Regions from separate parts of the Mus musculus genome. Here regions 2, 3, 4, 5 and 6 are each linked to region 1. A link is a contact called in public HiChIP or PLAC-seq and promoter capture Hi-C data. All regions are on one chromosome and are shown on one strand. The core of a region is the stretch at or near the end of the contact, and the rest is flanking DNA. Distances in the headings are between cores, read along the strand shown. Region 1 holds the start of Cenpa (centromere protein A). Region 2 holds the start of Adgrf3 (adhesion G protein-coupled receptor F3). Region 3 holds the start of Selenoi (selenoprotein I). Region 4 holds the start of Tcf23 (transcription factor 23). Region 5 holds the start of Cgref1 (cell growth regulator with EF hand domain 1). Region 6 overlaps Otof (otoferlin).

Region 1 (4,265 bases), core at 552-3,051:
CAAATAAAGTATATGCATTCACATCCATCATTAAATAAAGCAATAGGAGCAAGCAAAGATTGTCTCAGAAAGTTGTTTCATTCAGAAACGAGGTGAAGAAGGCCTTTGACTAAAGAGCTGCGCCTAAGACCCCTGAGCAAGGTCTTCTCCTCTCCAGTTCTTCCAGCACGCTCTGCCCTCACTCCCAGTCAGACCAGGTTTCACTCATCCTGGGCTCTGCCTCGACCTCTCCACCTGGCATGCCCAGATGTTGGAGGGGGGTAAAATCTTGGACCCCCATTCCTGACTCCTGGCAGTACACCAGTGACAGCCAGGTACCCAAAGAAGAAACCACAAATCACAGCATCTGGCCCAGACTTCCACTGTTTCCCCTTCCGGCCTGGTGAAGGAAGATACAAGCTGTGGATCTTCATTTCGGATTTTGCCCTGCGTTCTTCCGGTGCCCCACCCCCACTTGCAGTACAACAGTCCGATTGGTTCAAAAGCCAAAATATGCAAAACTACGTACGTTAATAAGCACTACCCTCCTCTTATGCCTTAACCCACACACCATTACAGTTATATAGGTAGTATCATCAGTTTCTTATGAATCGTAGAGTCTGTCCTCAATCTAGCTTTCTCCTTCTAGTTTACTAAAGGGCTATCTGTCTAGAGCAGACTTCATACACGGATATTATCTGACTAATTAACAGTTGCTGAGGATCCTGATGTCTTCATATATATATATATGGACTTCTGGATCATATAGTAATTCTATGTTTAAATTTCATGTCTGTTGGTAAAATACTGGAGATTGAACGAGTTGGTTGTTGGTCTTTTGTTTATTTGAGACAAAAATAAAATAAAATAAATAAGATAAAATCTTGCTCATAGCTCTGACTAGTCTGGAACTCACTATGTAGGTCTACTGGCCCTGTCCTTATAACAAACCTGCTTTTACTTCCCAAGTGCTGGGATTAAAGGAATACACAGATGAAGTCAGAGCACCTGTGGCCCAACCTCTGAACACTGCTGCACAGAGGACACCAAACTTTTGGAGGACATTTCAGATTCGAACCATGACACATTTCCATAGCAGCTGTGCCATTTTACACCACCCACCCCAATGTTCCACCAGGCTTCTATGAAACCACTGATTATATAAGTATTTTCCTGATTAGAGTACACGTTCATGATAGATCATTTAGAAAACTCAAAAAAGCAAAATGACGAAATTCTCTTTATTCTAATTACGGAGCCATGACCTGAATTCATATTACTCCCGGGAGAAAAGGAAAAGCCGGTTTTTTTCTCAGGCAATTCTGTCATTGTGTTTGATAGCATGGTCCAATAATAGTGCTGGCGCCTGCCCTGCCTGGACCTTGTCCTCAGATTCCTCCGTCCTGGCTGTCCCCACGACCCTATCTTCTGAAAAGGTCATGCAGTTAACCAGGCTTCTGAATCATATTTGCTGGTTGCTTTCAGGAGTGTCACGGGTGCTGTGTGGAGCTGTCACATTCTTGGGCATCTGTTTCCGTATTTTTAAAGCCACCTCAACGTTTGATAGAAAAGCATAAAACTTTTGAGGAAGTGAGCTCTACAAACCCACCACCCACGTAAGAACTGAGCCGTCCTGCCCAGAGGGCATCTGAAAAAGAGATCAACAGGAAAAGGGTGGGGAAATCCTGCCTTCCTTCCCGTCTTCAAGTACCCATTGGCTTCAGACCTTTATTCTCATTGGTTTATCTGGATGTCGCTCCACGCTGGCTTTCCAGAACCAGCCACTGAGAGTCACAAAGTTGGGATTTAAAAGATGCGGTGGGAGGGGCGGGTGATTTTTTGAACTGCTGGCGACCGAGTTCTGGCGGTCCTGACGCGCACCTTGGGCTTGCTCGCGTTCGGTTTCGGCAGCAGGACCAAGAAGGCTTAGGGAAGGCGGCGGGACCCGGCCCCTCGAGGCCAGCCATGGGCCCGCGTCGCAAACCGCAGACCCCAAGGAGGAGACCCTCCAGCCCGGCGCCTGGACCCTCGCGACAGAGCTCCAGTGTAGGTAAGCGAGCCTGCCCTGCACCTCCGAGGCCGGTGCGGTCATCCTGTGGGGCCGGGCCTGTAGAGGGACGGTTCCTGGTCACGGCTTGCCGCTAACCTCGCGTAGGGGTAATGGTTTTTTTGTTTATTTGTTTGTTTGTTTGCTTGTTTGTTCCTGACCGGTTTACAGCAGGGAGAAAAACGAAATGCAGACAAGACAAGGAGTTGGAGCAAAGACAAACTCATTCTGACGGACACGGGGTCTTTTTTTGCATTTATTTACTTTGCATGTATTTTGCATTTATTTTGTGTTCGTGCTCTGGCGACGGCCAGAAGAGAGCGTCGGAACCCCGGGGCCGGAGTTACAGTTGTGAGCTGCCCTTTTTTTTAGAGTGCTAGGAAGAGAACTCGGCCCCCCTGGAAGAGCAGCCTGGGCTATTAACAGCTGAACCAGCTTTCTAACTCCTACTCTTTATTATTTATTTGCAGCACTAGAGATGGAACCCAGGACTCCGTGTATGTTAGGCAAGGGTTCTACTACAGAACTATATCCCCAACCCTCTCCCCGACCCTTTTTTTTTTAAGACGGGAACTCGGTATGTATCGGTGTGTAGCCTTGGCTTGCTGACCTGAAACGTGCTATGTAGACTAGGCTAGCCTAGAGCTCACAGATCTCTGCCTGTGTTGGGGATGGTTGTATGCAGTGTGTATTCAGGAACTATTTCTGAGATCTGGTTACAATCCAGACACTGCCTCAATGTGATGTAAAAACTGTTTTCCATCACCTCTGATTGGTTAATGAGCTGATCAACCAATTGGCTGGGCAGAAGAAAGAAGAGTGGGACTTCTGTTCCCAATCAGAGGGTCCTGAAGAGACCAGGTGAGAAGAAGAGATGGAGAGACCATGTGGGTGAAGAAGGATTACTCATGAGGTCTGGATAAGAGAGCAGCCATGAGGACCCACATGGACCAGAGAGAGCCAGGGCAAGATCAGATGGCAAATAATGGGTCATATAGCCTGGTAACAGCAGCCTAGCCGGGTTAGAATATCTCAGAACCGCCGGGCGCGGTGGCGCACGCCTTTAATCCCAGCACTCGGGAGGCAGAGGCAGGCGGATTTCTGAGTTCGAGGCCAGCCTGGTCTACAAAGTGAGTTCCAGGACAGCCAGAGCTATACAGAGAAACCCTGCCTCAAAAAAAAAAAAAAAGAATATCTCAGAACCTACCTAGCTTAATGCCAGCAGCTTGTTAATAAAAAGGGGGGTAAGGAAGGACTTAGAATTAGATTTACATGCCTGCTTCTGCTTCTCTGGTGCTTGGATTAAAGGCATGCACCACCACATTCTATTTCTCATTGAGGTATGGTGAGCCCCTAAGGGAATAATGTGGTCATGGTTGTACCGCTCGACCAGAGCTGATGTTCGATGTGGACTTCCAGTGTAGAAGCAACCTTCCATTACTCTTATCTTAGGGAAAAGTTTTACATCAGCTGCGCCCACTTCTTGGCTCTCCTACTGCCCTTGTCTGCTGACCTTGTTCTTCCAGCCATTTGGTGCTTTTTATTCCCCCCTCCTTCCTCTCCATTCAGCCTCAGGCCTTGCTAGGTGCCCCCTCCTTTCCCAAGTCAACCAACCCTTCTTTTATGTGGGCCCTTAGACATATCTCCCTTTTGTGCTGTAAGGGACTTTGTGTTGTTCTTGCTACATAACAGCTCACGGCCATCTGTAACTCCATTTCCAGGGGATCCTTCTGGCCTCTGCAGGTACTGCACACACACAGACATGCACATAGGCAAAACAGATACACATACACATAGAATAAAATAAAACCATTTTAGGTGTGTGACAGTGACATCCATGTGTCCCAGGCTAACCCTGAGCTCAGGACACCCTGTCTCTGTATTCCAGGTGTTGGAACTGTAGGTGAGGGCCTGTGGGCCTGACTGGAGAGAGCTTTAGTGTGTAAGTCCTGCTTGAAATTCTCGGGCTCCCACCTGCTAACGTTGACCTTTGAGACCCAGCCTCAGGGTGTTTGAATGCAGTTCTTTCCAGGTCATCTCTGATCACTTCCGTTTCATAAACACCTGTTTGTGTATCATGAGTCTTGGAGTTCTCTTCCTCTTCTATTTCTCAAAATCTTTCTTTTCTGGGAGAGAATAAGTTCTCTCCATGTAGCCCAGTGGAGGTTCCTACCTCTGCCTCTCAGCGATGGATCGCACACGGCACGGCATTCAGTTCTCTCGCTATTCAAACTCCTTG
Region 2 (4,265 bases), core at 848-3,347, 460 kb before region 1:
ATTCTATAGACGCAAAGGGGACATCAGAGGAGAGGCAGTGAGGCCCCAAGCTAGTCCTCTTTGGCCTTAACATACTCAGGTGGCCATTTCCGGGGACACAAGCAGATGTCATCTCCTGTAGCCTGCCTAGGTACACAGAGGGTGCAGGATGGTAACAACTCCCATCCTCGTTGGGGAAGCACTCTGGTCTATGGTTCCAAGTTGTCATTGCAAAGTGCATGTGTCTTTCTAGGCCTCACAGCTAAAGAGCTGGAGAGCCCCACCCCCACCCCCACCCCCAGAGCCTCACTGTGGCCCTTTCTGTTTCTTCCTCCCCACCCCACCCCCTTTTTTTGTTTTTTGTTTTTTCGAGACAGGGTTTCTCTGTATAGCCCTGGCTGTCCTGGAGCTCACTTTGTAGACCAGGCTGGCCTCAAACTCAGAAATCCGCCTGCCTCTGCCTCCCGAGTGCTGGGATTAAAGGCGTGCACCACCACGCCCGGCTTTGTTGTTTTTTTTTTTTGTTTTGTTTTTTTTTTTTTTTTTGGTTTTTTTCGAGACAGGGTTTCTCTGTATAGCCTTGGCTGTCCTGGAGCTCAGTTTATAGACCAGGCTGGCCTCAAACTCAGAAATCCGCCTGCTTCTGCCTCCCAAGTGCTGGGATTAAAGGCGTGCACCACCAAGCCCGGCTCCTTTCCCCTTTCTTGATACCCCTGCCCCCCAGTCCTTCCACTCACCCCCTTCTCCACTGTACTGGTTCAGTTGCTGCCCAGATTTCCCTCCATATGGACTGAGCTCCTGGAAAGAGATAGAGGAGACTCTGAGGAGAGAGGCTGGTCTCAAGTTCCTGCCAGGGTACCCTCAGGGGCAGCCTGGCTACTCTGGTGTGACTTGGTCTCTTAGAAGTTCTTCTTTAGGCCAGAGGTCAAATGTAAGTATCTGGAGGGAGAAAAGGATGTTCAGAAACGGGGACAGGGGCACAATTCCAGGGACCCTGCCAGGGCCAGCAGCCTCACCTGAAACCAGGAACCAGGCACACCCTGGAAGTCAACATGCTTTGTTTAGCTCCTTCCTGAATTGACCTGTCCCTGGGCCTCTAGGCTAATTGAAATGGCTGGGTCCAGAGCTCCAACAAGGAGTCAGGGTCCTGCAAATTAACCCATGTTTTCCTCTCAAAATCCCATGTGTGTATGCATCTAAAACCAGATGGCAGCTCACACTTGCAATCTCAGCACCCAGGAGACTGAAGCAGGAAGACTGTAGCAAGTACAAGGACAGCCTGGGCAACAGAGTGAACCTTTATTTAAAAAACAAACAAACTAACTAACAACAATCACCCCAAAATATAAATAATAAAACCAGAAGGAAGCCAGACATGGTGGTTCAAGCCTGTACAATAATCCCAGTGCTTAAGATAATGGGGCAGGGGTATCCCTTACTTAAGATAATGGGGCAGGAGTATCCCTTACTTAAGTGCAAGGGTTCAAGAGCAGCCTGGGCAACACAGAAGATCCACACAGAAAATAAAAACAAGGAAGTACATGAAAACTAGGAGGATATAACACAAACAAACAAACAGGTGCAGGCAAGGATAGGCTATAGATAAGACATGCCACAGAGGAAGCTACAGATAGGGATATTTAGATCTGGGGATTGCAGTAGATTAGGAGCTGTAGATAAATAGATAATAAAATGCAAGCCTAGGCTCCACGCTTCTCCTCAGACTCTTTCCCATCGTCTATGCTAATAAGCTTCTACATCTGCAAAGGTTTTCTTCTCATTTCATTGTAAGTTGGTAGCCAAAAGAGCAGCAGGTGTCGTAGGGTGTCATGGGGACTCAGGTAAAGCTATGGAAGTGTCCCCTCACCCTGGGCAGGAAGATTGCCTTCTTGGGGGCAAGCTGGTCCCTTCCTTCCACCTTTCATCCTACACCCTGTGGTTCCTCACAACCTGTGGCTCTGACTGTGGCCTCTGCAGGTCTCCCCAGGGTCCTCACTCACCCCAGTACTTACTGATTGGGCTGTGGGGACAAATGTTGGCTCCAACTCCAGCAGGGGAAGAGTCACGGCCAGGAGCAGCTGGGAGAGAGCTAGAGAGGACATGGCTCAACGCAGCAGTCCCTAAAGCCCTCCGGCTGTTCCAGGATGCAAATTTCCTCCCCCCACCCCCCCCCACCCCCCGCCCCAGCTGGCAGGGCTATTACTGAAGGAAGGGAGGAAAGATCAGAGGGAGCCAAGGTGAGTTGACAGAGCAAGTGTCACAGCCTGTGATTCGGGCAGATATGCTTCCAGGTCACTGGGGCCACCTGGACCCCCACATGATTCTGTGAGAGGAGTGTGCCTTGGTTCTCCTGGGCAGGCGGAGGGGACACAGGTACCACGTCACAAAAAACAACAGGTCACAGAGGCAGGTTCAGGCATGGTCCCCAGGGCCTAGGAAACTTGGATCATTTTGGAATGCCTCCAGGAAGCTAGACCTTCAAAACTGAACCAAGGTTAGAAAAGACTATAAAGGGGGCAGCAAGATGCCTCAGAGGGTAAAGGAGCTTGCCGCCAAACTCCACAGCCTGAACTGGTCCCTGGAACACACATGGTACAAGAAAGCCAGCTCTTGTTCCATCAAACACCTTGAATCCGTCCCCTGTATTTGTATGTCAGAATACCTCAGGCTGGGTTGAAGAATAGAAAATTACTGGCCTCTTGTGAGAACATGAATTTTTTACCTCGGAGCCCACCCCCTCCCATCTAGAGATTGTTCCCAGAACACTCCTAAACTTTTCACCCCAAAACTCCTCACCCTAAAGTTTGAACCCTCCCAACTAAAAACTGTTCCAAAAACATTTTTGAGATAAAGGCCTCCTGGAACAACCTCAAAATGAACCAGGTACTCCTTAGTTACGTAGGTTCCTTGATAGGACATGACTCCTTAGTTACGTAGAATCCTTTGGCAGAACCCCTTGTCCCTTGGCAGAACTCCCTAGTGATGTAAACTTGTACTTTCCCTGCCCAGTTCTCCCCCTTTGAGTTTTACTATATAAGCCTGTGAAAAATTCTGGCTGACCGTCGAGACTCCTCTACCCTGTGCTAAGGTGTATGAGTTTCGACCCCAGAGCTCTGTGTGCTTCCATGTTGCTGCTTTATTTCGACCCCAGAGCTCTGGTCTGTGTGCTTTCATGTTGCTGCCTTATTAAATCTTGCCTTCTACATTTTATGTATGGTCTCAGTGTCTTCTTGGGTACGCGGCTGTCCCGGGACTTGAGTGTCTGAGTGAGGGTCTCCCCTCGAGGGTCTTTCAGGGTAATTTTTTGTTTTGATTTGTTTTACAAGACAAGGTTTCTCTGTGTAGCCCTGAATGTCCTAGAACTCACTGTGTAGATTGGACTGGCCTCAAACTCAGAGATCCATTTGCCTCTGCCTCCCCAGTGCTGGGATTAAAGGTGTGTGCCACCACAACTGGCAGGCAGGGTTTTGTAACAAATAGAAATGTATTTGGCTTACTGTCTTGGGTCTTGAGGGGTTGCATCTTTTGGGGGTCTTCACACGTGGCAGGAACATGGTACAAGAGAGCATCTTGGGAGCCAGAGGGCCAAACTCTTTTCTTTTTTGGATAGGGCCTTACTATCCTCGGATTCACTATATGGACCAGGCTGGCCTTGAACTTACAGACCAGGCTAGCTTTGGACTTACAGAGATTTGCCTGCCTCTGTCTCCAGGTGCTGCGATTAAAGGCTGTTGACATAATTAAAAAAAAAAAAACATTTTGGGCAGATGAGATCGTTCTGTGGTCAGGATCACTGGCTGTTCCCCAAAGGCTCCAGGGACCCACGTGGCAACTCACAAGCATCTGTAATTCCAGCCCCAGAGGATCTGATGCCCTCTTCTGGCCTCTTCAGGGTACTACATGCATGTGGAGCATAGACAAATACATGCAGGCAACACACATGGATAAAATGAAAAATAAAGGGAAAAAACCTTTAAAAACGAAAACTTTTGAGAAACTTGTAATTTATAAGTGGAAAGTCCATGCTAGTTAGAGTACGCATCGAAGTCTGCCCTCAGTTACTTACTAAATGAAGCAGTGTGTCCAGACACCTAAAACCTATGAAATACCCATCGACTCATTAGTAACTTCACAATGGAGATCAGCTCTGGGGACAAAAGTGGGAGAGGTGGCGAGGAGCTGTGATGAACAAGGTAAAAGCTTTGAACTACACATGGCAGACAGTTGACACCATTAACTCCTGGCGCTGGGTGTATGGAGGCCAAGTGTCTGACTGCACTTTACAG
Region 3 (4,265 bases), core at 1,050-3,549, 430 kb before region 1:
TCTTCTGATCCATCCATGCTCACTCTCCCCCACAAATACATGTTATTAATTAAAAAAAAAAACTGGGGCAAAGTGAAATTGAATTGTTGAAGATCCCTCAGATAACAAGTATAAGATGACAAAGGCCAGACAAAGTTCTGTATTATTTCTGTTTAAGATCTCAGGATTTATAATTGATTCTAAGTTTTAACAACCATCCACACAGGAGAGGCAGTGAACCGCAACTACTCGCTGTCACAAAATTTAAAGCTGTGGGGCTGGAGAGATGGCTCAGTAGTTAAGAGTGCTGACTGCTATGCAGAGAGGACCAGGGTTCCTCCTGAGCACCCACGTCCTGAAGCTCACAACCGCCTCTAACTCCAGCTCCAGGGACACGAGATGGCCCCGGTCTCCTCAGGCACCTATACTTACGTGCACATACTCACACACATAATTAAAGGTAACAAGAGTCCTTTAAAACATTCAAAATTGTTCTTTAAAAAAATATTTCCTAGATTGCCTTTGGGGCAGGAGGATCATGAGTTTAAGTCAACATTGGCTACAGTGATTCTTCTTACACCTCAGCTCTCCAGAAAGCTGGGATTGTAGGGGTCCACAGCCACACTCAGCTCTGGTAGGGTGGTAATGGGGAAGGGACTGGTAAGGGTGGGTGGGACTGGGAAGAGAGGAGGGAGGGGGGTTGTGAGCCGATGTAAAGTGGATAATAAATGTGTAGCTCATGTACTGTTATTAGTTTGCAGTTGTGTAAGTTTTTAAAAAATTACTTTTTATTTTACACGTATGGGTGTGTGTTTGCCTGCATCCTGTGCATGCAGTGTCCTTGAAGGCCACAGGAGGGCATCAGATTCGCTGGAACTGGAGCTACAGATGGGTGTGAGCCACCTCTGGGAGTTGAACTCAGGATCTCCAGAAGAGCAGTCATTACTCTTAACGGCTGAGCCATCTCTCCAGCCCTATCCTGTCACTTTTAAATGTTTTTCCACAAGTAGTTAAAGTATTTTAAGTATGGTTTGTATTTCAGATGGAATGGTGCAAGGCTCATATTAAAAAAAAATTGATGACAAGATTCTTTTTGTCATATTTATATTGACTAGAAAAACTACATAGCAAAGATTTTATGTTGGTTTAATGGACACTTTATATGCATCATCTCATTAAGAACTGTACATTTTAGAGGTGGGTGTGGTGGCTCACACTTGATATTGATAATATTGTCATGAATCTGAGGTTAGTCTGGGCTGAATAGTGAGTTCCAGGCTAGCTAGGAGCTGGTATGGGATCCTGTCTCAAAAAAGCCGGAAACTGTGCTTAGCATATCTTAGGTCCTGACAGCAATTTGTTAAGTGAATGACTCCAAGGAACTTAAGTGGAGATTTCAAATTAATTGCCCTCATTCCAGGGAACAAGGGAACTATTAGACTCACTGATAATCTGTTTCTAATAGGGCTATATTTCTAATTGGGCTAACCATTTCCAACCAAATAAGTGCTTCTGGATAGGCATTGTAATTTGAATTTCTTGCTGGTACTGGAGAATACACAACTCCGGACTGTGTGCTAAGGGAAATGGGGCAAATGCCTCTCATCTCAAAGTTAATGGGTTGGCGATGATGTATGCAAAATTCTCTGCACGTAAGGCACGCAATAAAAAGTAGCAATTATTAAACATTTCCTATTATTAGACACATATTAACCACTGGTGACGTGTTCTTTCTACAATGCACTGGGCCCTAGTTGTAAAATCACTCCTTGTAAACACAGGGCCCCGTCGAGATTGAGAGATCAATGGTTTTATGGGGGAATCGAGGAGACTTAAGCAATTGGAATTCGCACCGGCTGAACCAGTGGAATTTGACGAGGCAGTCCAAGGTTCACAAGCATCATGGATCAGAAGGGACTGATTTTCAAGTCCCTTTGGATTACTCGATGTTTCCCGTTCGCCCGACATCATCATTTCAGGATCCCGAAGCTCCAGGCGCTCACAGCCCGCTGTGGCACACACCTGCCTCCGCCCTTCCCCTCGAACGCCCCCGTACACACTCACCCGGGCCACAAGATTATGCGAGCATCCCACACAATCACTCGGGGTTCCTATAGCAGAGACAAGAGCAAAGGCTGCTGGGAAGTTGACCTTTCACTCCTCCTCTTACTTCAGTTCACCTATTTTGACTCTGGCAAATGAAGCGACGAAGACGGTAGGAGGGGCGGGACTTGGCGATGGCCATCCCGTGCCGATTGGATTGAGGCGGTGCTGGGGGCGGGCCGTGTAAGGGGCGGTGTCCCTACCCGCGGGAGCCGCGGGGCTGCGCTTGCGCACTGGGTGCGCTACGCGTGCGCGGTGGGCGGAGCGCGCCTCTACCTTCTTTACCAGCCCAGGCTTTCCTAGCTCTGCACAACGCCGTGTGCTGCTCCTGTTTCATTGCCCTGTCGCGCAGTGTCGCTGCCGCTGCGGAGTGGGCGTTCAGTTTTCGGGTCGTCATGGCTGGCTACGAATACGTGAGCCCAGAGCAGCTGTCGGGCTTTGACAAGTACAAGGTAGAGAAGGCGAGCAGGCGGTCGCCCATCTCCCCCGCGCCCGGGCCGCGCCCTGGCCGGCGAGGGGCCGGCGCGGTCCGTGTCACCTTGCGCCTGCCGCGTGGCGCGCCGGCGGGCGTTGTTGAAGGGGATTCTGGGGGCGGGAGGTCGCGGTCGGGAAGCTTGGGAGCATCCTAGGCCGGCCGCCCGGTCTTGGCACCCCGCGGGAGACTGCCTTTTCCTTAGAGAGTGGGGTGAAGAAATTCCTTTCTCTCCTTTTCCTTATTAATTGTCACTGCGGCGGGTTTTCAGCCTTTCCCAGAGAGGGTGTTGTTCCCTTCTTTTGGTCGTCGTTTGAATGAGCTTCTCACATGCCTCTCAGTGCTTACAACTTCAGAGATCTGGATGGTCTTTTAGCGGATGCTAAGGGAGGGAAGTGACTTTTTCAGGCCTTAATGCAGATGCACTCCACCCTACCCCTGGAAAAGGGCTTTCACTGAGGCTCGTAGCGCTGGCACTGCAGGTTAAGACGTTGTGCACTAGAAGAAACTGTATAGTGCAAAGAGCGCGCGGGCTTTGGAGTACATAGAAACGCGATGCCAAAGTCAAGTTTCTTCTTTTGGCTTTGGACGAGTCGTTGAAACCCTACTCAGCCTCTCTTTTAGGCTCTTTAGCCTAAGTGTGAGTTTCTCTTGTGCTTAGTATATTGGAAAGGGTTGAAAAGAGTCTGGCACGGCATGAACCCCCAAGAAATGCTGGTGGTTCCAGCATTCTGGGGTTGCAAAATACAGATTTAGTAGTCCCCCCAGGGAACTACTGGCCATCCAGGTGTCTTAATGTGAAATAATGAGGTTTGGTGTTTCATCTTTGGTAAGCCTTTCTTGAGGGCAATCTGTTCCTTTATGAAATTAGTGTGTGCCGAATAGAATGTCCAAATGATGAGGCTAGTCCTGTGGGTAGTAGTCATCCAGGAAACATTTGTGCAATGAATTAATATTTTGGGGGGAAAAATCTTCATTTTGTTTAACTGAAATAGAAAAAAAAAAACCCAGGGGCTTTAGAAGGCCCTAGGATATTCTTCTTTGAAGCAGTGTTGGACCATACTATTCTGAATTAAGGTGGTGACTTACCTTAAAACTGTAACTGGGAAGGAAGAAATTGCAGAGCTTTCTTAGTGGCTTGGGTCAGAAGGCTGTTAACCCAGATACCTCCTGTGTGTGTTTGCATCACCCTCTTGGTTATCTGTGCTGCACTGCAAAGATTGGCAGCCAAAATATTTTCTTCGAAAATGAGTCTTGACTTTTAGAGCAAGTTTTTATAAAGTGGCAGCTTTATTCAGTGAGCCTAGTTTTCCTCACCGTCTTCTCTAGGTTTATAGTCCCAGCTAGATAAAAGTCTTATTTTATCGGACATCTCGGTGTGGTTTTCTGTGGCTGTCCCTTCCTTATCTGACTCAGCTCCTGTGTTTGACAACCGGTTTCCTATCGTTCTGGAAAACAAAGGTCAGTTTTGCAATCGTCCCAGCAGTCACTAAAATGTTGATGTTATTCTAGTTACAGTGAGGCTTTTTTTGGAGGCGGGATCCAAAATCAATCACAAATGTATAACCTTAAATTCTAGTAGAAGGCTCTCTGCTGGATGCCATACCACATTCATTTTAAAAGAATGAAACAGAGGCATCCAAAGGGAAAGAAAAATCTGTGTGGTCAGTTTTGTTGGCACGTGAAATTGCACACAGAGATCCTTTCTTTC
Region 4 (4,265 bases), core at 579-3,078, 300 kb after region 1:
AAAGATCTTTGTCCCTACACAGTGTCCTTCAAGTCAGCGGATTCTGTCAGGCTTGGCAAAGTGAGCGACAACTTTCTCCTTTCCTGATGGGTGAGTTCCTGTAGAGAAAGGATAGGTTCACGTGTGCTCAGGTCTCTTGTAGTAAGTATCCTTGTGGTAATGTAAATCTAGCCTCAGGCCTGGCCGGATTCAACTCTCTAAGGCTCTGAATGAATGCTTCTGGAAGAAGGCCTTTCTGAGACAGAGAACATTGTGCTGAAAGCTAAGAGAACTTGTCCCTCATCTTACGGGCATCTCTAACCTATTTGCTGGATTTGACATTGTACTGTAAGCTCAACACTTGGAAGGCTGAAGCTAAAGGACTTCTGCTTGTTCAAGGCCAGCCTGGGCTATGCAACAAGTTTCTGTCCATACAAGACTATACAGCACAATGTTATCACAAACAGGACAAAACAAAACTCAATGGTCAAGTTAGTTCATCTCCCTATGTTGCAGTTCCCTGCATGTGAAACAAGTAGTTTTTCAGAAGGTTTCCTGGAGCTTTACTGGTCAACTGGCCTAGGCTTTTCAGCAATCCCAGCTCTCAGCAAGAGACTGTCTAAAAAAGTCTATGGGAAGTGATGTGATTATATTTTAAATTTTAAAAAAATGATGTGGACAGCACCCTGAAGAAAGACACTTGAATACCTTTTGCCTCCTTGCCACACAGGTATACCCACACCCAAACACACACATGCACACACCGAAACAGAAACAGACACACATGCACACACAGACACATCCAAACACACACATGCACACACAGAAACAGAAACAGACACACATGCACACACAGACACATCCAAACACACACATGCACACACAGAAACACACACACACCCAAACACACACATGCACACACAGACACACACACACTCAAACATACACATACACACACAGAAACAGACACACACAGAGACACATCCAAACACACACATGCACACATAGAATCACACCCACACCCAAACACACACATGTACACACAGAAACAGAAACAAACACATACACACACACATACACATCCAAACACACACATGCACACAGACACACACATACACATCCAAACACACACATGCACACACAGACATAGACACACAGACACACCCAAACACCCAACCACACACTTGCACACACAGACACAAACACACACAGAGGATCTCTTTTCTTTATGGTTGCTCTGGAGAATAAGTAAGATGCTCATATAATATGCAGACCACAATGCAGGACATATAGTGAGCTAGGAACATGCTATTAGGATACTAGTCAGATTATGATCCTGCCAATCAAATAGGGATACAGGCTGGTGGAGGGCGGGGTTAACATCCAGGTAAGTGAAGCACAGAGCCCTGAAGATGGTATCCTGCTCCTGGAAGTGTGAGAGGAAGGCACCAGAGCATGGAAAGACAGAAGCTGAAATTGGGAAGCATGTTTGAGGAGTTGAGAGTAGCGCCCCTGTGTGTGCTTCAGTGGAAGGAAGGAAGGCTATACTTGTGGACAGTCTCTGGCAAAAGGGGTGGAGGTTCAGAACCCCAGACTATGGACTTGAACCCCGTACTCTGTCAGGTGTCAGGGTCAGTCATGGCGTGGAAGGGCACTCTCTTCCTAACCCATCTTCCTGCCTTCTAAGCATGGGCTTGGCCACTCCCAGCATGCAGTGCCTCCACCCCTCAGCCGGAATGGGAGGCAGGCGGAGGCTTTTTGCGGGGGCTGTGCTGGGTGGGCAGTTTTCCCAGAGCAAGGAGTGAAGTAGGACTGAGTTGGCGCCAGCTCCTTCAGACACTGACATTGCTGGCTGGATGGCCACCCTGTCAGGGCGAGCTTGAGCCCAAGGCTCCCTTGGGTACTGTGTCCCTGCTCTAGGGCCTACAGCCTCATACTTCATGATAGCGGCATGTCACAGGAGGCCACAGAGGCACCAGCAATGCCAGGAGAAGGGCATGGTCATAATAAGGCCAAGGCACGGTGGCTTCTAGGCACTGACAGGAAGAGGAGTCGCATCAACAGGACAAGGCAGGACCTGTGGGAGGACACTAGCTGGAGCAATCACAGACTGAGCAGAGCCACCTCTGCCCCTCGAGGGACCAGAGCTAGGGGAACAGCTCATGGCAGGGTAAGGACTCTGATAGGAGGGAGCTGGGGAAGGCAGGGTTTGGAGGGCAGTCAGTGATGTGCCACCTCTGAAGGAAGAGGCTCCATCAGTGTTGATGGATCTGCCCACGAGCAGGCCCATGGTAACATGCTGGAGGTGCAGGACAGCTCAGAGCTTCATCATAGCAAAGCTCAGAGAGTTGATAGAACTGATTTCTACTGACGAAACTCAGACCAGAGGAGATGTGTGCATTGCCTGATGTCCCTGAGCAGCCGCCAGTGGCAGGCAGCCTGGCACCTAAACTGAGGTTTTGGTTTATTTACTTATATGTATATATTTTTGAGCTAGAGCCTCACATAGCCCAGGCTGGCCTCAAACTTTCCCTGTACCTTAGAACTTGGAACTTCTGATCTTCTGCCTCTACATTCCAAGAGCTAAGAGTATGTGCTACCACATCAGTTTATACAGTGATGGGTGGGAATCAACCCCTGGGCCTCTCACATGATAGGCAAGCATTCTAAATTAGCTAAATCTGTAGCTCAGGACTGTGGGGTTTGATCCTTGGTGCAGAGTCCTTCCCTCTTTACCATGGCAATCTCTTACTCTTAGGATCTAGGTAGGTCAAGGGTCAGCCCTACTAAGCAAGGGCGTGGCTCTATGCTTCCTGTGACACCCAGGGTACCCTGATAAGCAGGATACACACTCCCATGGGAGTGGAATAGACGATAATGCAATAATAGAAAGAAACTGAGCCAAGTGTTGCCACCTTCTAGTCATCTGATCTCAGCCTAGGCCTCCTTCATTTGTATTATGAGGCATGGCTTAGACACAGTGAGGCCCATTAGTTCCAGCAGAAGACATGGTACTAATGGGCCCGTGGAAATCAGGGTCAACCAGGTATGGTGGTATGTCCCTACAATCGCAGCACTTAGAAGGGGGAAGCAGTTGGATCCCAAATTCAAGGTCATCCTGGGCTAAACATGGATTTCAGGTCTAGTCTGGGCTACAGGAAACTCTGTTCCAACAACAGCAACAATAACAAGAAGCCAGGATTAGGTGTGAATCTGGGTCGGATGCACTCATGGGTCCTCTCTGCAGAGTGAGGCCAGCCCGGAGAACGCAGCACGGGAACGGACTCGGGTGAAGACGCTTCGTCAGGCCTTTCTGGCCCTGCAGGCTGCTCTGCCCGCAGTGCCACCCGACACCAAGCTTTCCAAGTTGGATGTGCTCGTGCTGGCCACAAGCTACATTGCCCACCTCACCCGGACCCTCGGCCATGAGTTGCCTGGCCCTGCCTGGCCTCCCTTCGTGCGTGGACTCCGTTACTTGCACCCGCTAAAGGTAGGTAACTGGCCTAGGAACTCAGTCAGGAACATTGGGAGAATGGGAATCGGGATCATTTTCTTGTCGTTCTCTCAGAAGGAGGACCGAGGCTGGCTCTTGGGGTGGAATGGTGACTGGGAGCGGCTGCATTGGGAATGTGCTTGCTGCGGGAGGAGGGAAAGACTGAGATTCTTAGTGTCAGGGGAAGAGAGGAGTGCGGGGTCGTGGGTGTGGGGGAAAGAGGGAGTGGGAGAAAACCTCTGTCCTACCAGAGTTCTAGTGCTCTGGCGGGTGGACTCGGAAGACTGCCACATGCTTTCCACGCGGACCCGGGTGGGTGTCTGGCTGTGTGAAGCCACTGACCCCACTTGGCGGGTGGTGGACAAGGGGCAGTCCTAGGCACCAGGTTCCCAGCCTCCAGCATCCCACGCTGGATACTGCGGAGGAGCTGAGAACAAATGGGGGCCCTGGGCAGCTCATTCAGCTCTGGTGCCTAAGGGAGGAGAGGGCAGGGTAATAGGGGGCGCTGGGTGGTTCCCAAGCCTGTGAGACCTGGTGGAGAGGTTAAACGCGGCTCATTAGGAGAAAGCCTATCCCATTGTTCAAGCACGGTGGGCCTTGATAAGCAGAGACAGTCTGTGGTTTTAGAGCTTTATTGTAGAAAGACAGAGAGAAAGAGAGAAGGTAGAAAGAGAGAGGCCAGCCATGCCCACGTGGAGAGAGGGGGGAAGGGAGAGGGGGGAGGGCTAGAGAGTAAGAAAGGTGTCCACTTAGAGGAGGGGCCAAGCAGCCCCTCTTATAGTGGGTTAAGCTA
Region 5 (4,265 bases), core at 903-3,402, 280 kb after region 1:
TCTATTCATTGTTTCAGTTCCCAGTACCCATATGTTAGCTAACCTCCATCTGTAACTCCAGTTCCAGAGGACCGGAGGCCCTCTTCTGTCCTCCTATGTCCTTTTGAGGGCACTGTATACAAGTGATACACAGACATACATGCAGGCCACACACACACACACACACACACACACACACACACACACACTCAAAATAAAAACAGTAAACACATGCCTTTATTCCCAATACTTGGATGGCAGAAACAGGTGGATCTCTTGAGTTCCAGGCCAGCCTAGCCTACAAAACAAGTTCCAGAACACTGAGGACTAGAGAGACCCTGTCTCAACTAATTATTGGATTAATTAATTAATTAATTAAAAATCTCACAGGGTCTCATGTATCCCAGGCTGGCCTCCAACTTATCATGTAGCTGAGGATAACCCTGAACTCATGACCCAAGTACTAGAATTACAGGGATGCACCACCACGCCCAGCAACTCCAAGACATTTGGTGGCTCTTTGTTTTTCTCACCGTCACACACCCATGTCCTCACCCATGCGTTCAGGTATGGTGTCATCTCTGTCTCACCCTCCAGTGCTCCAGCACTGCTTCCAATGGCAGCTCACTAGGTTTTCTTACTTAATAGTCTCAGGGTTTGTTTTTTGTTTTTTTGTTTTTGTTGTTTTTTGTTTTTTTGTTTGTTTGTTTGTTTTTTTCCAAACCCGTTTCACCTTCAGGATGGACCTTCCTGATAACCTTAGCATTCAGTTGCAGTCTGAATTTTATTTATTTAATTAATTACCTCAAAAATTAAAGGCACTGCATGGGCACTTGGAGTCTAATTTAGTTTTCTCGATGCTTCTTGCCATTGTTTAAGCCAAACTTCCACGGGATGTGTGTAATATGACTTACCCATACTCACATCAAGTTAAGCACTTGTAAGAGCTTTTGTAACAGAAATAGCATGGCCATTGAACAACTGCTAATAAAATAAAAATGGTCCTAGCCATTTTCCATAATTATAACATGCATAAACATAACTACCGTAATAAATACCTGAAAACTTCTGTACCTGCTCGTTAACAGTTGTCATATAGCTCAGCGAAGTTATTCGAGTCAGACACACACACACACACACACACCACACACACACACACTCTTCCACAATGACCTTCTGCCTTCAATTTCTTTAAGCCTTTGCCCTAGCTCACAGGAGGAGACTTTGGCCTTGAGGTTGGACCATTGGTCAGCCTCTGACTCTGCACTGTTATGTGGTCTTGGCAGGTGTCTTAACCTCCCTTGGCCCTAGGGTCTTCATTTTTAAGATAACGAGGTTTCCTAGGGTCTTAGGGATGGTACAGTGAGATAATCTAGGTTAATCTAGGGCCAGCAGATGCTTCACGATGTTGCAGGGGTCTTTGGAGGCTTATGTCAAACGGCTTCTCATTTCAGAGACATTTCTTTCCCAGCATCCCTGACGAATAGCCATAACGCCCCTCCTGAATCTTTTCAGGACAGGAGCTGGTACCATGAAGGGCATCCATTCCATTTCTAAGTAAGTGGAAAAGTTATTGAATCGAGTCATCTCCCTTGATTTAGCCCTTAGTGTCCCGGTCGAGGGAGGGGGAGGCTTAAATGACCGCAGCTATACAGTCAAAGGGGCACACATCTGAGCTAGCCTGAGACCAGCCACCTACAGCTGGATGACGACGGACAGTGTCCTTCAATCATCTACATCTACTGAATGAGGTGGAACCCTGGCTAGCTACTAGAACACCGCTGCCGGCCAGGAGGACTCTTGGACCTATCATCAAACCCAGGGGCCTCGGAAGCTTTCCACCTTTCCTCTATCTGCATCTCAGGGATGACCCTAGTGGTCGGTCCTAGGAGGCCAGGGCCACCTCCACAGCCCAGTCCAAGCCTCAGGGGATGAGGAGGACTGTGCTCTCTGCATCCTAACCGCCAGTAGAAGGTCTCCACCCTTACCCCCAAGGTACCCGGTGCCCCCGCCGCCCACTAAGCCCTGGCCCATGCCGGAGTCTGACCCACCTGCTGCGGCGGCGCTGTGCGCGACTGGGGCTCCGGCTTCGTGAACTCTATAGGCACCGCGCCGCTCTCGCCCGGCTGCCCGCAGCCGGCCCTCCCCCGGGCGGCTCCACGTGGCCATTCCACGTCGCCCTCCCGGCTGCAGCCGCCGCCCAGGCCCGGGCAGAGTCCGGAGCGAGCGACAGCCACGGGAGGGCCACCGCCCCTCCTTGGGCAGACCTGTCCCGCAGCGCCTCCACCTGGCCTTGTTCCATGTGGATCTGAGAGAAGATGGATGGAGTCCTCAGTGTGTGTCACTGTGACTCAGATGGAGGCAGACTGGTTTGTGATTTTGAGTGTGACGAGCTGGTGTGGCTGAGTATGTATGTGCGTATGACAGGCTGGGAAGGATTTGTGAGTGTGGGCGGCTGGTGAAACATCTATATGAGGCATGTATTCAAGAAACAGAGTAGTGAGTCGGTTCTGTGTATACAGAGTCACAGAATGGTGAGTCTGATGTGCATGTGTGTATTAGACACATAGACATGTATTGATGAGGCAGGGGTGTGGTATGAGAGAGACAGAAATAATTAAAACTAGACAGATGTGAGGCTGGTGCTCATTAAAAAGTGCCTTTGATTATGCTGTGTGGGTGTCACTGGCTTTATCTGAGAAACTCGTTAGTGACTAAAAAGAATGACTTACTGTTAGTATGTGTGATTGTGGCCTTCAACTGGAAAGAGCAGTGTGGCCCATACCTGGCCGATTATCTAAGAATGTGACAGTATCGAGCAGGTTATAGGTATCACGACATGGGAACAAAGTCCTCTCAAGTTGATGGAGCTGAGATTCCAGGGAAGGGATCAGGTCCCGGGGAGCATAAGCAGTAAGAAGAGGAGGCTTCATGTACGGGGAGAGGCGTGTGTGCAGGGAGAGGTGATGGGGCTGTGTGCTAGACGAGACCACAGCCACAGGAACAAGTTTTCCAGTGCAAATGCTGCAGCTCTAGGACCACGGCTTTATGATCAAGACGGAGTGTCACACACCTACTTTTATCCCAGTAGTAAGTCCCTCTGCCTGAGCTCTAGGCTACCTCCTTGCCCACTGGCCCATGGACTTAGATTTTTTGTTTTTAAATAACTTCATGGGGGCTAGAGAGATGGGTCAATGGTTAAGAGCACTGACTGCTCTTCCAGAGGTCCTGAGTTCAATTCCCAGCAACCATGTGGTGGCTCACAACCACCTGTAATGGGATCTGATGCCCTCTTCTGGTGTGTCAGAAGACAGCTACGGTGTACTCATATAAATAATAAATAAATAAAACCTTCAAATAAGCTGGGCGTGGTGGCGTACGCCTTTAATCCCAGCACTTGGGAGGCAGAGGCAGGTGGATTTCTGAGTTCGAGGCCAGCCTGGTCTACAGAGGGAGTTCCAGGACAGCCAGGGCTATACAGAGAAACCCTGTCTCAAAAAAAACAAACAAAACAAAACAAAAACAAAAACAAACAAACAAAAAACCCTTCAAATAAAACTTTCATGCCTCGGGACCTTCAGTCAGCAGCCATCACAGCCACAAGCCCCTCAGACTGGCCTTCGTTTGTGGGGGACGAGGCACTTTTGGGCACGGCTGGCTTGGCTCAGTGCCCACCGTTTCTTACCACGCTGGTCCTCCAGTCTGGTCAGTTGGTCTCAGGGTGCACTAGTGTTCCTTGGGTCCCCCTCCCCACTCTCCATTTGCCTGTGTGTTTATCTGTCCATGTGGTCCCCATCAATATCTATCAGGGGTTCGGGTGCAGACCATTTGCTCCTTTCGCTCTCTTGCCCATCTGTTCTTCCCACCATGTAAGGACACATGAATAGCATCATTCATGAAGAGCAGGCCATGACCAGGCACTAAGCCCTGTTAACACCTGCTCCTGGATTCTTTCATATTCCAAGTCTGTGAGCAGTAAGTTCTTACTGCTGATAAGCTGTCCAGTATAGGCTGGAGGGATGGGCTTAGCTGTTGATAGAGCATAGTCTGCTCTTACAGAGAATCCAAGTTCAGATCCCAGTACCCTTGTCAATTGGCTCACACTGCCTACAATTCCAGCTCTGGGAGATCTAATGTCTTCCTCTAACCTCCTCAGACACCTGTACTCACATGCACCCCAACACATAAACGTGGACATACAAACACCTGCAAAGACACAACAAAAATGAATCTTTAAAAATTGCCCAGTCTGTGGTATTTTGTTATAGGTCACCAAGTGGAGATAG
Region 6 (4,265 bases), core at 868-3,367, 270 kb before region 1:
CACCACAGGGTCCATGTTCAAGCCCACCAGCTGCCGAGCCTCAATCACTGTGATGCTGACCTGCAGGAGGGAGAGAAGGGATACACCGAGTAATGCAGCCATCCTAGAGTCTAGTCTTCCTGGAACATGGCAGCAGGCAGCAGGGCTAGGAACTGCAGGACCCAGTCCAGCTTGGAGTGAGACCCCAGGCTCCATGTTGACTACGGCCTCTGATATCCTAGGTGATCCTGGGATATCTGCACCAAGAAAAGTGAGAGGCTGGTGACCCCTAGGCCAGTGTTACCAAATCACCCAAGGGAGAAACATTACCAGATCCTGGTGCTCAGGCCAGACCCCTGATCTGAGTTGCCAGAGTTGCCAAAGACAGGTCCAGCAACAGTTTTCCTAAACCGGCTGGTCAGGCATGCCCAGCCTACCACAGGCAGCGCGTTCAGCCATGGATGCTGTAATGCCAGTAGTAAACTATTCCTAAAAAGTTATGATTTCTTTTTGAAACTTGATTGAGTGATTCTTCATGAACTTACAAGATGACAACGTACCCCTAAAAATTCTGGTTGATTCTTGGGTTCCAAGTTCTCCTCAGTGCCATGGCTCTGCTAAGGGACCATGAAGCCTGCCTCACCCGTTCCCTACCCTCTTAAACAAGCCAAGCTGCTCCCATCTCCCTGAACGTGCTTTGGGTCCTGTCCAGGGTTTCTTGTTTACGCTGCTAACCTCTAAGATGTCCTTGGCTTTCTGGAAGCTGGGCGCTTTCCCATGTTCCAGTCCCCTCTCCCTCTGTTGAATTTCTTTGAGTTGCCAGAGTCTAACCTTCTGGCCTGCATAGAGAATGTTGTGTGAGTTCTACTGTGACATTCTGCAGCCTTTAGCTTCTACCCTGGGAAGCCCTGTTTCAGCTGTCTAGCTTATCAATAAATATTTAGGGACACCTGCTGTGGACAGGCACAGGAGATGTCAGAATAAACCCTCTGCTCCTCAAAGATCTTATGATAAATGATTACTGGCTTATAGGTTTAAAATTAGTATATACATATTTTAGCTTATAATATACACAAGCGATACATTATATCTTTATATGCACATACATATAAAGATATGTGTAACAAAAGGATGTATATAAAGACACATATATGTAAAATGTATTTATATGTATATATAAAACTGAAAATATAAGAATGAGAATGAGAGACAGACAGACAGACAGACAGACAGACAGACAGGAAAGGGAGGAGGAGAGGGGGGAGAGGAAGGGGAGAAGGGGGAAGGGGAGGAAGGAGTGTGAATTTTGAGACAACTGTTATTCTTCCTGAGTCTCCATTTCAAGCCTTTAGCTCCTGCCTTGGATTTGGGGGAGGGTTTAATCCCCATTAGGGTGGCCATGGCAAAATACAGGCAGGTACAGATTTGGGTTGCTGGTCTTGGAACTGAGCCTCAGCCTGACAGATGTGCAGGAATGGATGTGGAGGATCCCGTGGGTTCAGTGAGCTGCACACCCCCAGCTCCAAGCTGAGTCTCTGTCCAGTGAGGGTTAAGCGAGATGGTGCAGGTCCGAAAGCACATCACAGGTGAAAACTCCATGAAATGAGAGACAGCGCATAGGTGGCCTCTTAGACAGAAGCTACCCCGCCTAGGGACCATCTCTTGAGGAGGCAAGGTTGGTGGATGCTTCAGGTTGCTCCACAGGATGCTTGAACTTGCATTTTCCACCCAAAGCCTCCTGGCTCTGTCAGCACTTCCTGCTAGCTAACTGGGCTGTAAGGGCAGCTGGTGGTGCCACTCATCTGGGTCTCTGGCACTTCAGTTGTTATGCTTCAGTGCAACTTCTAAATATGATTTTACTCAGGAGAATTATTTTCTCCTTTTAGATAGAAAGAATCCTTACTAAAATTACCATCTACTGTGTTCCTCAAGGTCTTATAAATAGCTTGAAGACCAAGAAAAATCCACGCATCAGAAACGATGCTAGGAAAAATAGAAACCTTAACACCAATAAGACCACTGCCAAGAAGGCACAGAAACACAGAAGGGGCCGTGAGCAGAAGAACACTTGAACTCTGTGTGCAGCCGCTTCTATTCTGGGATGTGAGAGGCCAAGGGGGCCGGGGAATGCTTAGAATCCACGCTTGAAAGAGTCTCAATAGTCACCATTTCTTCAGGGAGCCAAAAAGGAAACAGGGCTAATTAACTTAGCGCCGAGAAGTTTACTGTGAAGAGACACTAGGAGTCCTTCTGGAATATTCTTTGCACAGTAGTGCATAGAGTTCTAACTTCCAGAAACCTTTTTAAACAATTTAAATTAATTTAACAATCAAATTTAACAATTTAACAAATTATTAACAATTTAACAATTTTATTTTTATTTTATGTGCATCGGTGTTTTGCCTGCATGTGTGTCGTGTGAGGGTGTCAGATCACTGAGAAATGGGTTACAGACAGTTGTGAGCTGCCATGTAAGTGCTAGGAATTGAACCTGGGTCTTCTGGAAGAGCAAGCAGTCCGTGCTCTTACCACTGAGCTATATCTCCAGATCCATAAACCTTTTTATGCAAATGGTTTAAAAATTCATTTAACACCCACCCACCCACCCACCCCCCCTCAAAAGGAAGAGGTTTGCTATAACTCAGGCCTGGGAAACAGACACGTGTGGTTTTGGCCAGATGTGCCAGCTGAGAGTAAATTCCCCATGCCAAGAAGGTGGTTGGTTTTTATGTGTGCATTACACATTCCATCTTTTGCCCCCTCCTCTGTTTTGGCCAGATGTGCCAGCTGAGAGTAAATTCCCCATGCCAAGAAGGTGGTTGGTTTTTATGTGTGCATTACACATTCCATCTTTTGCCCCCTCCTCTGTTCAGGGTTCATCTTCTCATCTTCTGCAACGGAGCATAGCTGGCTGCAGTGACCCAGCCAGGAGCTCACAGTAGCCGTGGGAGGTGTACTGAGGAGGAGAGGGAGGGCGGGAAGGAATGAAGAGATGGGAGAACAAACATCGGAGGGGATGCGCTTTGCTAGATGACAGTGGTCCCAGGGGAAGCCTGGAAGTGTGAGATAGAGGTGAGGAGCGTGGTACTGGGGTAGAAGGGAGGCAAACTTCCATGGCTTCCCCAGCTGCTACTTCAGGGGTGTATGTGTGTGACACTTGTAATTAAACGTTAGAATGCACTCATCTTCTATTTTTGGCAGGAGGGGATGGGCCATCCAGTCATCAAAATGTTGAGAAAACAATTTACAAAGTCAATTAAAAATTTCAGGAAATTTTGCAAAGAAACTTCCATCTCATGCACCGTGTTTCCAGGATGGAAACCCAGAGAGCAAAGGGAGCCACAGGTAGGACCTTGGGACCAGGCGGCCCCTCTGGCTAACTCACCATCCCTCCTGCTGAGGCAAGGGCTAGAATTCCCAAGAGTCTTTTCCAAAGCAAGGAACAAGGCTGGGGTGGGGGGAACTACTCAAATGTCCTGAAGGACCCCACAAATAATGGTGCCCTGTGACCTGCTTTGGGGAACCTCTTTTCATGCGTGCATCAGAACGTCAGGGGAAGCTAGAAGGACGAAGGGACAGGGAGGCCCACTCACACCTATGGAACTGCAGTTCTACAGAGGTCTTCATCTCCCCTTGCCTCCAGGGCCAGAAGTATGACATGACCAGATAGGCAGATCACTCTGGTGGTGACAGGGAGGGTAGAGTGGATGGGGCAATATGAAGACAAGGAGACCAAGGGGAGAGAATGCAGGAACACTGCAGAGGTGGGGGTGGGGCTTGGGTCTGGCCTGGGAGACCCAGTGATGCTGGAAACTGGAGGTCTGTTTGGAGGTGATGTTAAGACTTAGTCTCAGGAAGAGAGATCAAGAGACAGATTCCAGGTTCCTGAGTGTGCTCCAAGGAGAGCTGGGGGAGGCACACGTCCCCAGGCAGGTGACAGCGGCGTGTTCCCTTGAAGATGTCAATAACCAGGAAAGAAGAATAATGTTCCACCTGTTCTAACTGTCCCCAGCATGCTGCACACGTGTGGGGTCTCTTCCCACTCCTTCACAATTGGCTTGGCTCTCAGAATCCCACCTGGACCTGGGTTCTGCTAGCTTCTCTTCACCCTTCTTCATTGCCGCACACTTTTTGAGGTCTTTCTGACTAATTGAAGCCAAGTTCCTCAAAGGAGAGAAAAGCAGTTGGTTTTATGGATTTGTACACCGTATTTATTGGAAGTGGAACTACTGTGTATTTGAATCCTCTCTGCTCCCTCCTGCACGGTGGATAAATGCGCATGGGTG

The links. Promoter capture Hi-C pulls out the DNA fragments that hold promoters and counts their contacts. HiChIP or PLAC-seq counts read pairs in DNA pulled down with a chosen protein or histone mark.
Region 2: a promoter capture Hi-C map of stem cell-derived epiblast-like cells shows a contact between it and region 1, with 5 times the contacts expected there. The contact joins the promoter of Adgrf3 here to the promoter of Cenpa in region 1. A contact is called at or near these places in 13 of 39 promoter capture datasets (the C10 cell line, the HPC-7 cell line, HPC-7-derived erythroid cells and 9 more), 14 of 115 datasets of contacts at active chromatin or transcription factors (the NIH/3T3 cell line, acute myeloid leukemia, cardiomyocytes and 5 more) and 3 of 9 other capture datasets (embryonic stem cells, macrophages and pancreatic islet).
Region 3: an H3K27ac HiChIP or PLAC-seq map of thymic regulatory T cells shows a contact between it and region 1, with 5 times the contacts expected there. The contact joins the promoter of Selenoi here to the promoter of Cenpa in region 1. A contact is called at or near these places in 10 of 39 promoter capture datasets (the C10 cell line, the HPC-7 cell line, cranial neural crest and 6 more), 2 of 15 datasets of contacts at CTCF or cohesin (the NIH/3T3 cell line and large pre-B cells), 11 of 484 Hi-C or Micro-C datasets (CD4 T cells, CD8 T cells, the G1E-ER4 cell line and 7 more), 19 of 115 datasets of contacts at active chromatin or transcription factors (the 230-238 cell line, the SCID.adh cell line, SST interneurons and 12 more) and 3 of 9 other capture datasets (adipose tissue, liver and macrophages).
Region 4: an H3K27ac HiChIP or PLAC-seq map of thymic regulatory T cells shows a contact between it and region 1, with 2.9 times the contacts expected there. The contact joins the promoter of Tcf23 here to the promoter of Cenpa in region 1. A contact is called at or near these places in 6 of 39 promoter capture datasets (embryonic stem cells, erythroid cells, hippocampal neurons and 2 more), 1 of 484 Hi-C or Micro-C datasets (CD8 T cells), 10 of 115 datasets of contacts at active chromatin or transcription factors (the SCID.adh cell line, effector CD8 T cells, embryonic stem cells and 4 more) and 2 of 9 other capture datasets (adipose tissue and liver).
Region 5: a contact with region 1 is called in a promoter capture Hi-C map of pre-B cells. The contact joins the promoter of Cgref1 here to the promoter of Cenpa in region 1. A contact is called at or near these places in 7 of 39 promoter capture datasets (cranial neural crest, erythroid cells, frontonasal cranial neural crest and 4 more), 5 of 115 datasets of contacts at active chromatin or transcription factors (effector CD8 T cells, embryonic stem cells, memory CD8 T cells and 1 more) and 2 of 9 other capture datasets (adipose tissue and liver).
Region 6: an H3K4me3 HiChIP or PLAC-seq map of the 230-238 cell line shows a contact between it and region 1, with 11 read pairs. The contact joins the enhancer-like site here to the promoter of Cenpa in region 1. A contact is called at or near these places in 14 of 39 promoter capture datasets (the 3T3-L1 cell line, 3T3-L1-derived adipocytes, the C10 cell line and 9 more) and 11 of 115 datasets of contacts at active chromatin or transcription factors (the 230-238 cell line, T-cell acute lymphoblastic leukemia, cardiomyocytes and 6 more).

Annotation. Positions count from the first base shown.
Region 1 is chr5:30,665,085-30,669,349 of GRCm38.p6, forward strand. Cenpa (centromere protein A) reads left to right here and starts at 1,802. Exons shown (of 5, transcript NM_007681.3): 1 at 1,802-2,029. The coding sequence starts at 1,945.
Region 2 is chr5:30,203,625-30,207,889 of GRCm38.p6, forward strand. It overlaps Adgrf3 (adhesion G protein-coupled receptor F3), which reads right to left and starts at 2,098. Exons shown (of 14, transcript NM_001014394.2): 1 at 1,992-2,098; 2 at 717-777; 3 at 1-3. The coding sequence starts at 2,081.
Region 3 is chr5:30,230,282-30,234,546 of GRCm38.p6, forward strand. Selenoi (selenoprotein I) reads left to right here and starts at 2,300. Exons shown (of 10, transcript NM_027652.3): 1 at 2,300-2,534. The coding sequence starts at 2,478.
Region 4 is chr5:30,966,849-30,971,113 of GRCm38.p6, forward strand. It overlaps Tcf23 (transcription factor 23), which reads left to right and starts at 1,829. Exons shown (of 3, transcript NM_053085.2): 1 at 1,829-2,149; 2 at 3,227-3,469. The coding sequence starts at 1,931.
Region 5 is chr5:30,943,328-30,947,592 of GRCm38.p6, forward strand. Cgref1 (cell growth regulator with EF hand domain 1) reads right to left here and starts at 2,153. Exons shown (of 6, transcript NM_026770.1): 1 at 2,031-2,153. The coding sequence starts at 2,148.
Region 6 is chr5:30,399,269-30,403,533 of GRCm38.p6, forward strand. Otof (otoferlin) reads right to left here. Exons shown (of 47, transcript NM_001286421.1): 9 at 1-60. Among named protein-coding and RNA genes, the nearest start is that of Otof, 61 kb to the right of the region's middle. Within about 2 kb of position 2,118, at least 17 of the 459 cell types and tissues checked have an H3K27ac peak or open chromatin away from gene starts, as enhancers often do. A contact at or near this core is called in the 230-238 cell line and pre-B cells, where this site is marked.